Linked DNA regions of Mus musculus: regions 1 and 3 are each linked to region 2. A link is a contact called in public Hi-C and HiChIP or PLAC-seq data. All regions are on one chromosome and are shown on one strand. Each heading gives the region's core, a stretch centred on a gene start, on an enhancer-like site or on the middle of the called end of the contact. The rest is flanking DNA. Distances are from core to core; before and after follow the strand shown. Region 1 holds the start of Rab13 (RAB13, member RAS oncogene family). Region 2 holds the start of S100a7a (S100 calcium binding protein A7A). Region 3 holds the start of Gatad2b (GATA zinc finger domain containing 2B).

Region 1 (3,036 bases), core at 109-2,608, 430 kb before region 2:
TGTGTGTGTGTTGGGGGGGGGGGGAGTAACTGATACATTGTATTTGTGAGAGGACAAATGGAAACATAGATTATGGCAAACATAATGTAACAAATAAAGGGCTGGTGAGATGCCTCAGCGGGTAAGAGCACCCAACTGTTCTTCCAAAGGTCCTGAGTTCAAATCCCAGCAACCACATGGTGGTTCACAACCATCCATAAGGAGATCTGACTCCCTCTTCTGGAGTGTCTGAAGACAGCTACAGTGTACTTACATATAATAAATAAATAAATCTTTAAAAACAAACAAACAAACAAATAAAGACACTTTCCCACAGCCAGGACTCATCTGTTAGAAAAGCCTTTTCCTTTTTCCTTTTTTTTTTTTTTTTTTTTTTTTTTTGTTTTTTTCGAGACAGGGTTTCTCTGTATAGCCCTGGCTGTCCTGGAACTCACTTTGTAAACCAGGCTGGCCTCAAACTCAGAAATCGGCCTGCCTCTGCCTCTGCCTCCCAAGTGCTGGGATTAAAGGCATGCGCCACCACGCCCGGCTCTTTCTTTTTCTAACGGGACTGGAAAGATGATAAGAGCTGGCTGCTCTTGTAGTGGATCTGGGTTCAGTTCCCAGCAGGCACATGACAGCACCTCTAGACACTCCAGTTTCAGGGGATCGTTGCTGTCTTGTAGCCTCTGCAGGCATGCTAGTCATATAGTGAATAAACACATGTAGGCAAAACACTCGCTATAAAGAAAGTAAGTAAATAAAGATGAAAAGCTGGGCATGGTGGCTCCACAGTACTAATCTTCATACTTGAGGGGTAGAGGCAATAGGATTACCAGGCCTTGGGGTGCAGGTTGTGCTACTGAATTCAAGGCTCGCTCCAGATTGTGACTCGGCTCTGTGTGTTTTGAGTGTAATTGATGAGGCTGATTTTTATCGTTTTAGTTCTTCACTGTGCTCCACCAGGGGGCAGATTGATCCACCATACTAACCTCCTAACCCGCTTCTTTTCAAAGGGAATTGGGATTCGTAGTCTTAAGTAATGCATTGTTGACAGAAAATCCTAGGACATTTATCATAAACTCAAAAGCCTTTGAATAGCGCCTCAGCTTTTTACCAATTTCCAGTTACCACCCCTATCTTCACCATTGGTAAAATTCTTTCCCTCTTCCCCTAATCTCTTTGAAATTCTTTCCAATTCGGTCAAAAGAGAGGAAAGACAGCTAGCCAAAGGCAATGGGAAGGGCTAGGGAAACTGGCCCTCCGAGGCTGGGGAGGCAGCGCCCGGACTGCTGGAGCTGGACAGGCCTCTCCACTGGCGAAGAGGGGTGGAGCCGAGAGCAGGGCCGCCTCTCTTCTTTTCCCGGGGCCTGGGCGGAGAGGGAGGAAAACTTCCTGGCTGGGACTCCGGCGGTTTCTGCCTGCCAACCCTCGGATCCCGCCTACCAGTGTTGGCTCTTCCCGACCCCTCCCCCGGCGCCCCCAGTGTCCGCCATGGCCAAAGCCTACGACCACCTCTTCAAGTTGCTGCTCATCGGGGACTCGGGGGTGGGCAAGACTTGTCTGATCATTCGCTTTGCAGAGGACAACTTCAACAGCACTTACATCTCTACCATCGGTGAGCCCACAGGCTGTATCCCAGACCCCAGACCCACCCCACCCCCGCCCACCCTCATACACCGGCTCCTGAAAGACTAAGGAACCTACTTTTTTGATCCCCTTAGAGAAAAACACTAATTTCCAGTCTGTCGACCCCTGCCCCAGACCCATCCTCCATAATGTCCCTGAATAACACTCAAAACCTCAAACCTTTTTGAGGTTTCCAGATAGTCCCAGTTGCTGCCACCCACTCCGTCTCTTGGTACTGTCTCCCTAGTCTCTCCAAATCCACACAGGTTATCGTCATTTCCATCTGCTTCCTTCTTTACCCCATCACTGCACCTAGACGCTCTAGATCCACTCTTCACAATTTCTCTTTTCCCTGCTTCCCAATTGTGTTGGCCTCTTACTGACCTACTGGCTTCAAACTTCCCGCAGGATCTGCCCCACCTTCAAATCATCTTTTTAGCCTCCCTACCCTCAGCAAGGTACTGCAGAGTGTGGCTGGGTGTGCTGTGGGAGTGAGGATGGTGGATGCCAGGGGACTTTGGGGTCTCTGAGTAAGCTTCTGCACCATCCTTCTCTCTGGAGCCTCCTAAGTGGCTGGGAGACTTCCAGTAAGAAGAATCTCCTTTCCCCCTCCCCTCCCCTCTTTATCTTTCTTCATCTCTTGACTGAGAATCTTATCTCCTCTAGTGACAAAAAGGAAACTTTCTCTCTCTCTCCCTCCCTCCCTCTCTTCCTCCCTCCCTCTCTTCCTCCCTCCCTCTCCTAATTCTCCAGAGGATTCTTAGAGAGCTTCTTCCCCCCCCCCCCCCCCCACTTCCAAGCTTAGCTCACTAGTTAATTCACATAGGCTCAATCAGCTGCCCTCTCATTCCTCTCTACCCTTAAGGGCTAGCAGGGCGGTGGAGGACCAGTAGTGTATTTTGGGGGAGGAGGGGGAAGAGGGATGGGAAGGTGAGGTAGAGATGGAAGGGAAAGTTGTCAGATGGCATGCTTTTAACCCAGCTGAAGAGTTTCATAGCTTTTCTCCAAAACGTCATGAAATCTGAGGAGACACAGTATGCTTACCATAGGAATAAAGCTGTGGAAAAGCTCTCCCTCCTGGCTACACATCCAGCAAGGTCACTACCTCGAGTACCTGAGTACCAGCAGTTACTGGTGCAGCCCCCACTCTCCCCCACCATACTTTCCACACATGCTTACCTGTCTTCACACCCTTCACCCCAGGAATTGATTTCAAGATCCGAACCGTGGACATAGAGGGGAAGAGGATCAAACTGCAAGTGTGGTGAGTGAGCTGCCCAGTCCCCAGCCAGATTGCCCTTTGACCCCAACCCTCCCCCACACACCCCTCCCCCTTCATTTCTTCTTCCTTACCTTTTCTCTCTTCAGTTTAGTTTGTGGTTTGGGGGTGTTTTGTTTTGTTTTGTTTTTTAGACAAAGTCTCATGCA
Region 2 (3,332 bases), core at 306-2,805:
AAGATATTTAATAAAGTTTTTTAGGGTTCTAGCTTGGCATTTCCAAATAGTTGAGAAAATTGAGCCATATTTTTAGCATAGAAAGACAATAGGGGTTTGATAAGCCACTTGTCTGTTGAGGAAATTGTGTCGTTAGAGGAATGCAAACTGGAAAAGGTACTAGGTTAAGTATTTGCTATTATTAAGTGTGTCTTTATGCTATGGTTGTTGTGGTGCTGGGACTGAGCCCTGGGACTCTAGTACACTTACTCTGTACCTTCAATTTCTGGGGAACTTTCTGGGATGCAGAGAAGACTCTCAATCAGTTGCTTGATCTTTGGCGCCACCTTCTGGGAGATACACTCATCAGCCTGCGCGGTCCTGTGTGCTACTTGGGCTGAGATGGTCAGACAGAAGCTGCCACTGAGAGAAGGCTTGTACTGGGGTGAGATGAAGAAGGAGAGTTAATTTTCCCTTCATAGTTAAGTGGCATTTGTGTAGAGACCAGATGTACAGGTCTGGACTAAGAGTTATGGTCTACTAAGAGTTAGTTCTAGGTTGCAGTTCGTTATTTCCTAATGGTCTAAACTGATCCTAGCACTGTGTGTGTGTGTGTGTGTGTGTGTGTGTGTGTGTGTGTGTGTGTGAGAGAGAGAGAGAGAGAGAGAGAGAGTAGGTCTTGACCTCCACACACCATCCAGTCTACTAAAGCAATATCTTAGCTCTTTAAACTTAGAAAGTCAAGGTTCCGCATTGGCTAGGTGCACAGAGCCTTTACCTTTCATGTGTTTGCTACCCAGAGCTTTGCCCTTTTAAGCATGCATGTGTACCATGTCAACTCCATGTCTAGAGCAGGCCGTACTGTTCCATCCCTCCAAGCCTTTGCTTGCACAGTCCCCTCTGCCAAGAGCTACTCTATTCTCCAGAGCAACTCAACATTTATTTTCAAGACACTGCTCAAATAACACCTCCCTAAGTTGTCTTCCCCAATTATTTTTTTCTGGGAGGAGGTGGCCCTTGATGGGTACCCTGATTGTCCTATACTTGCCTAGGGCACATGGTGTCCATGTATAACTGTCAGCCCTGTTCTTCAACCCCATCCTGTGAGCAAGCTGGCCAAGTGTCTTATTCATGTTGCCTAGTAGAGGGCCTGACATGCTGAAAATACTCATGAAATATTTGTTGATTGAGTGGATGAATGTGATTCATTACTGTGGACTTCAGAGGTTCACTAATTGAGGGAGGGTGTCCAAGGAAGCTGTTTTTAAGGATGTCCCTGGGGCTAGGAGGTGGGGTGGGATGGTGAGCTCTGATTGGAGGCAGTGGATGTATAATGAAGCCTTGGTGATTCTTAGGTTTTTCAGGTCCTGGAGGTGGGTCCCTAAAGCCAGGAGTATGACGATGTCATTCCAGGAATGCAGTTAAGGTTTGGTCCTGCTGTAGAAGAACCCGTGGAAAGCCACTCACTGGCTGTCATAAATGGGTGGGCAGGGAATGGGCAGGATGTCTAGCATGGTAGAAGTTCCCCTCCTCAGAAGTCTGCCTTTTGTCTGATTTCCAGGATTGTACAGAGGCCAGGCTGTGGATGCTGAGCAGCCCTGCACCAAGAGCAACAGGTCAGTGTCTCCTTCAAGACGATCTCAGGGGGTGGTATGGGCTGTGCTGGGTATGTGCAGCTCTTAGAGAACAGAGACCCTTAGCTTGTATGTTATGGAGAACATGCACAGTATGAACAAGTGCTCCAACAACAGAACTGTGGCCTCAAAGTGGTTTAAAATCCCAGAGGACAAGCGTGTCTTTGGGCTTGTCCACAAATACAAGAATTCAAGGCCAATTCTAGGTGTAGCAGCTGTGTAATTTTGGTAAATTCCCTAGCCTCTTTGGATTTCATTGTCCCTCCAGGAGAATAGGGTCATGATGATCAACTCCTCAGGGTCCTGTGAGGATTAAATGGGATGAGGTTTGATACTTTGCCTATCATCTATCTGGTCCAGAAGAAGCGGAATGTATGGTTGATATGATTGTTGTTTGCACAGGGTTTAGGGAAGGCTGTTACTTCCTATCACCTCTATGGAGTGAGTGGCCATGGGCATCAGATGGACAGTGCATAGAGTTGTGAGTAGGCCACAGGATAGGGCTCACAAGAGCATAGACTTATGCTGGGGTGTGTGTGTCAACGCCTAGAGAAGATAACATGTCAGTGGTGGGGACAAAGGTGCCAATGGCTGTGCTGTCTGTCTGTATATTCCAGTGAGAAAACGCACGAACAGCACAATGCCCAGTCTGATTCTCCTGCGCAGTATAATTACCTTAATGTTCTGCTGGTCCCATCAAGTAGTTTATTGTAGGGGAAGGGATCTTGCCTCTTTGAGGATTTCCACATCGTCATTGTACACAACCAAAACAGTGCCTTGCTTCAAACCATCTTTAGTTTGTTCAGATCTTGACTATTAGCAACGAGGAGACCACTCCTGGACCCAGGAAGGCCCTCAGTTCCAGTGAAGGGACTCACTCTTAGTTCAGGCAGGAAAGCTTGTTGCGGGCAGAGCTACTGAACCAAATTCACATGGGACCAGCAGGGGTCCAAGGAGGCCTCTTTCTGATGCAGCACAGGGAAGTGGGTGGGTGGGTGGGCGCGCGGGGTGGGGGGAGATGTCTCCAGGAGGAAGAATCCCTCCAGTTAGCAGACCTGATTCTTCTTCCTCCTTACAGACTCTCCGCTGTCCCAGAGCCTCCTCCTCTGCTCTGCAGATCTGCCTGTACCCTGAAGGGTCCATCAGTCATGCCAGACACACCAGTGGAGGACTCCCTCTTCCAAATCATACACTGCTTCCATCACTATGCTGCCCGGGAAGGGGACAAGGAGACCTTGTCCCTGGAGGAGTTGAAAGCTCTGCTCTTGGATAGTGTGCCTCGCTTCATGGACACCTTGGTATGTAGGGTCTGGGGCTGGAGTGGGAGATGAAGAGAGAACCAAAGTGCCCAGAGAATGCTGTTTGTTGGATTGGAAGTGAGCAGTGAGGTGGTTAGGTGGGAGGAACTGACGACTCCCAAGAGAATCTCCTGTTCCTGAAAGGAGGATGGAGGAGGGAGGGCATGCAGAGGGCAGGGTTTGCTTTATTTCCTGTCCTTCTCTCCTCTGAAGTCACCAGCTTAGTTTCACTCCAGTACCATGAAGAGCTAATCTCTGAGACTACAGCCTGACACCACACCTTTGGATTCTTCTGCCTCCTGTGTCCTGAGAGCATGACAGGCTCAGAGCTGTTTTCTGTTCACTAGCCACTTTAGTTAGTGACATTGCCACAAACTCAGACTCTCTCTATAAGTTCTCAGAATAAAAGTCTCTTCACCAG
Region 3 (3,226 bases), core at 374-2,873, 360 kb before region 2:
TGTTTTTTGAGACAGGGTTTCTCTGTATAGTCCTGGCTGTCCTGAACTCACTTTGTAGACCAGGCTTGCCTCAAACTCAGAAATCTGCCTGCCTCTGCCTCCCGAGTGCTGGGATTAAAGGCGTGTGCCATCTCTAGGTCAACTCTTAACAAATTAATTTTTAGGTATTTACAAACTGTGTTTTCCTTGCATGAATGTGTATGCACTGTAGGAGCCCCTGGTGCTCAGGGAAGTCAGAGGGGTGCTATGGAGCCCTTGAACTGGAATTACAGATAGGTACCTGGGTCCTCTGAGGAGCAACAAGTGCTTAACTATTGAACCATCTCTTCAGCCCCCCTTTAAAGGAATCTGAAACATCTTCATATCTAGCCTTGGCTAACCTGTGACCTCAGCATCCCAGTGGTGAAGTTACATTTGTGCACCATCATGTCAGGCTTACAATTTTATTTCCATAGTGATTTGAAAAAATGTCTTCTCTACTGTCTCTGGCACTAGTTAGATCTGACTTTTAATCATTGCTCAGTTGCTGTCTACCTTTGGCAAGTTGCTTAATCTGACCCTGTTCCTTAGTACACATGGGTTAAAATCTCAAGTCTGTCACATGTGTAACTTTGTCTTTTAATCGATACCTTATTGTCCTCATCTGTAAGATAGGATGGCCAGTACTTGCCTCACAGAGAGTAAGAATTCATTGTTCTTGTTCCCCCAAAAAGTTATTATTCTTTCAATGTGTTTATTTTTGTGATAATTAGTTCTCATTTCTAGGGCGCTCAGAAAGAATATTCATGGTGTTCTAGAAACGTAGAATGTAGGCGGGTCTAACCTCTTGGAGGAAGTAGGAGATAGCCAGGCTAGCAAAAGAACCCGGGCCTTGACTTAGCTAGTGCAATAGGGTGGGGTGGGAAGCTGTATCCTCACTGTGAACAGAAAAAGACCAGATCCCAGAGTATACACCATAAATTCAGTACATTTAGCTAATTGTTTGTTTTTTCTTTGTGCTGTTACGGTACAACCAGGAAAGGACCGGTCAGAAGTAAATTAACACACGAGTCCCAAGGCCTTGGGCAGAACGGGGCAGGCCACACCCCAGAAAGACAAGGCCAGAGCTCCTAAAGCTAGTCCTGTCCTTAAATTCATGGATTCTGTCGCGATGAAACACCACCCACCCAAACACAGAGCCCAGCGCCGTTCCCGGTCTCCATCTTTAGACGAGAAAGAATGAGAGCCTGTCAAAGGAGAATCCCGGTTTTAAGAGACTAGGTGGTACGGCGGCTGCCAGGGGACCAAAACGTCTACAAGGTAAAGCTGCAGCCTGAAGCGATTTTTTGACCCCCGACACTTAATGGGCTGTCGAAGACCCGGATGTGTCTGGGACTGGCCGAGGTACCCATTAACGCGCCCCCGCTAGACCATCCCCCTTCTCCATTTATGATTGGATTTTCTTAACGCCAATCACTACTTCTCCAGCCACCCATTCCTCAAGGGTGGGGTGAAGTCTTGGTATCCCGCTTTCAATTGGTAGGAGCAAGAAGAGGAGGGCGGGTAGCCGGCTAAGTTCCTCCAATGGCCGTCGTGGCGTGTGGTTAAGGCGGAGTCAAGGCGCTTGGCAGCTGCCCAATCAGCGTCCTTGTTTGTGTGGTGCCGCCGCCGCCGGTGCAGCCGCCGCCGCCGCTGCTGCCCCTGTCTGTACCGCAGTGTCTGCTCCGCCCGCCCGCCCTCCCCGACCCGGCCCGCCCCCTCCCCCACCCCCGCTCCCGGACCCGCCAGTGGGGTCTGGATCCCACTGTGCCGTCGCCGCCTCCTTTTTCGACGCCTTCACAGCCGCCTGAGGAAGCGACCTGGTCGGGAGTTCCGCCGCCGCTGCCAGGTGAGGAGCTCTGGCCTAGGCCAGCCTGGCCGCCAGCCCGCCAGCCCGCCAGCCCGCCCGGGGGCGGTGAGGAGCGACGGAGGGAGCGAGGCTGCGAGAAGGCGGCGGTGGGGGAGGGGAAAGGTGGAGGGCGGGGGGAGGGGAAGCGCCCGCGAGCCGACGCCCGCCCGCGCGCCCCCGCCTGGCGTCCCCTCCCCCAGCCCGGCCCGCGCGCCCCCGCCTCGCGCTCCCCTTCACCTCTTCCCCTCCCCCCCGCGCGCGCGCCCTGGTCTTTCACTTAGGCCTCGCGCGACCCGGCTGGTGTCCCTTCGTGTCTTCGCTTTTTACTCTTTCTCCCCTCCCTCGCTCCCCGTTTCCCTCGCCATCCCCCTTTTCACTCAGTACCTCATGCCCGCCATGCTCCCCTCTTCTCCGGAGCGTCCTCCTCTCCGTGTTTTTAACTCTCCGCCCCCAGTAGTGCCCTCGGGGTGCGGGGGCCGCTCCCTGCACTGAGTCCTATGTTTGACGGCGGATAGGACGAAAAGGGGATCCTTAAGGGTGGAGGAAGCACTGGATAATTATCTTTATTGGGGGGGGGGACAGGCTCAGGAGTGCAGAACCTTACCCCTTTATTTCGTCGTCCATCGTTCCCTTGCCCTCCGTAAGAAAAGGGAATTGTCTTGACTTGCGTGGGTTACTTACCTCGTGTAGCAACTAAACCACCCATTTTCTCAGCTGGGCTTCTGGGATTCGCTGGATCTGTTTCCCAGTTCACTTCTTGAGGGTTGATGGAACTAGAACTTACTCTTCCGGACCAAGTCGGGACTTAGAGTACTTTTTGCCTCCTTGGGCTCAGTTACCTGAAGGAGCTAGTTACTCCTGTGAATGAAGAGATTTAGGTGTTAATCGCTGTCCCGGACAGCTTCCCCGCTCTATAAAGGTATGGTGCCCTCTTTGAGTTCATCCCCAGCACCAGATTCACTCTAAGCATAAGATGTTCCTTCGTAAGGACTGGTCCTGAGATGGAGGTGGCGGCTTTACTGGTGGGTAGGTAGCATGTGGATGCTGAAGTTAGCAGTGTTTCCCTGTTCTCTTCTGGAGAGAACCAGTGTTCTCATCTGGTAGTTACTTGAAGGGCTTTTGTGTGTGTGCTTCAGAGGTGGGAATAATATAAATTAAATCATCTTTTAGCAAAGAGAGGCAGTGTTTTCATGCCTACCCAGCAAGATTTGAAATAGTGCTTGAAGTTGGAGTAAAAGTAGGTTTTTGATCCATGTGGATTGGAGAAGAGCTTTTGTAGTTTTTTGGAGCCGTTCCTTTTCCAGAAATTATAATTTAAATAGACAACAGATGAATGTGGCACAGATGAAAATAAGAAGA

The links. A called contact is a pair of places that touch in the nucleus more often than the background predicts. HiChIP or PLAC-seq counts read pairs in DNA pulled down with a chosen protein or histone mark.
Region 1: a Hi-C map of B cells shows a contact between it and region 2, with 3 times the contacts expected there. The contact joins the promoter of Rab13 here to the promoter of S100a7a in region 2. A contact is called at or near these places in 5 of 39 promoter capture datasets (the C10 cell line, the HPC-7 cell line, cranial neural crest and 2 more), 2 of 15 datasets of contacts at CTCF or cohesin (large pre-B cells and pro-B cells), 6 of 484 Hi-C or Micro-C datasets (B cells, the G1E-ER4 cell line, the N1E-115 cell line and 2 more), 2 of 115 datasets of contacts at active chromatin or transcription factors (the 230-238 cell line and bone marrow-derived macrophages) and 1 of 9 other capture datasets (liver).
Region 3: an H3K4me3 HiChIP or PLAC-seq map of pro-B cells shows a contact between it and region 2, with 2.2 times the contacts expected there. The contact joins the promoter of Gatad2b here to the promoter of S100a7a in region 2. A contact is called at or near these places in 2 of 39 promoter capture datasets (the C10 cell line and cranial neural crest), 2 of 115 datasets of contacts at active chromatin or transcription factors (large pre-B cells and pro-B cells) and 1 of 9 other capture datasets (adipose tissue).

The regions. Positions count from the first base shown.
Region 1 is chr3:90,219,426-90,222,461 of GRCm38.p6, forward strand. Rab13 (RAB13, member RAS oncogene family) reads left to right here and starts at 1,359. Exons shown (of 8, transcript NM_026677.4): 1 at 1,359-1,597; 2 at 2,812-2,872. The coding sequence starts at 1,474.
Region 2 is chr3:90,652,747-90,656,078 of GRCm38.p6, forward strand. S100a7a (S100 calcium binding protein A7A) reads left to right here and starts at 1,556. Exons shown (of 3, transcript NM_199422.1): 1 at 1,556-1,595; 2 at 2,692-2,911. The coding sequence starts at 2,762.
Region 3 is chr3:90,291,558-90,294,783 of GRCm38.p6, forward strand. It overlaps Gatad2b (GATA zinc finger domain containing 2B), which reads left to right and starts at 1,624. Exons shown (of 11, transcript NM_139304.3): 1 at 1,624-1,867.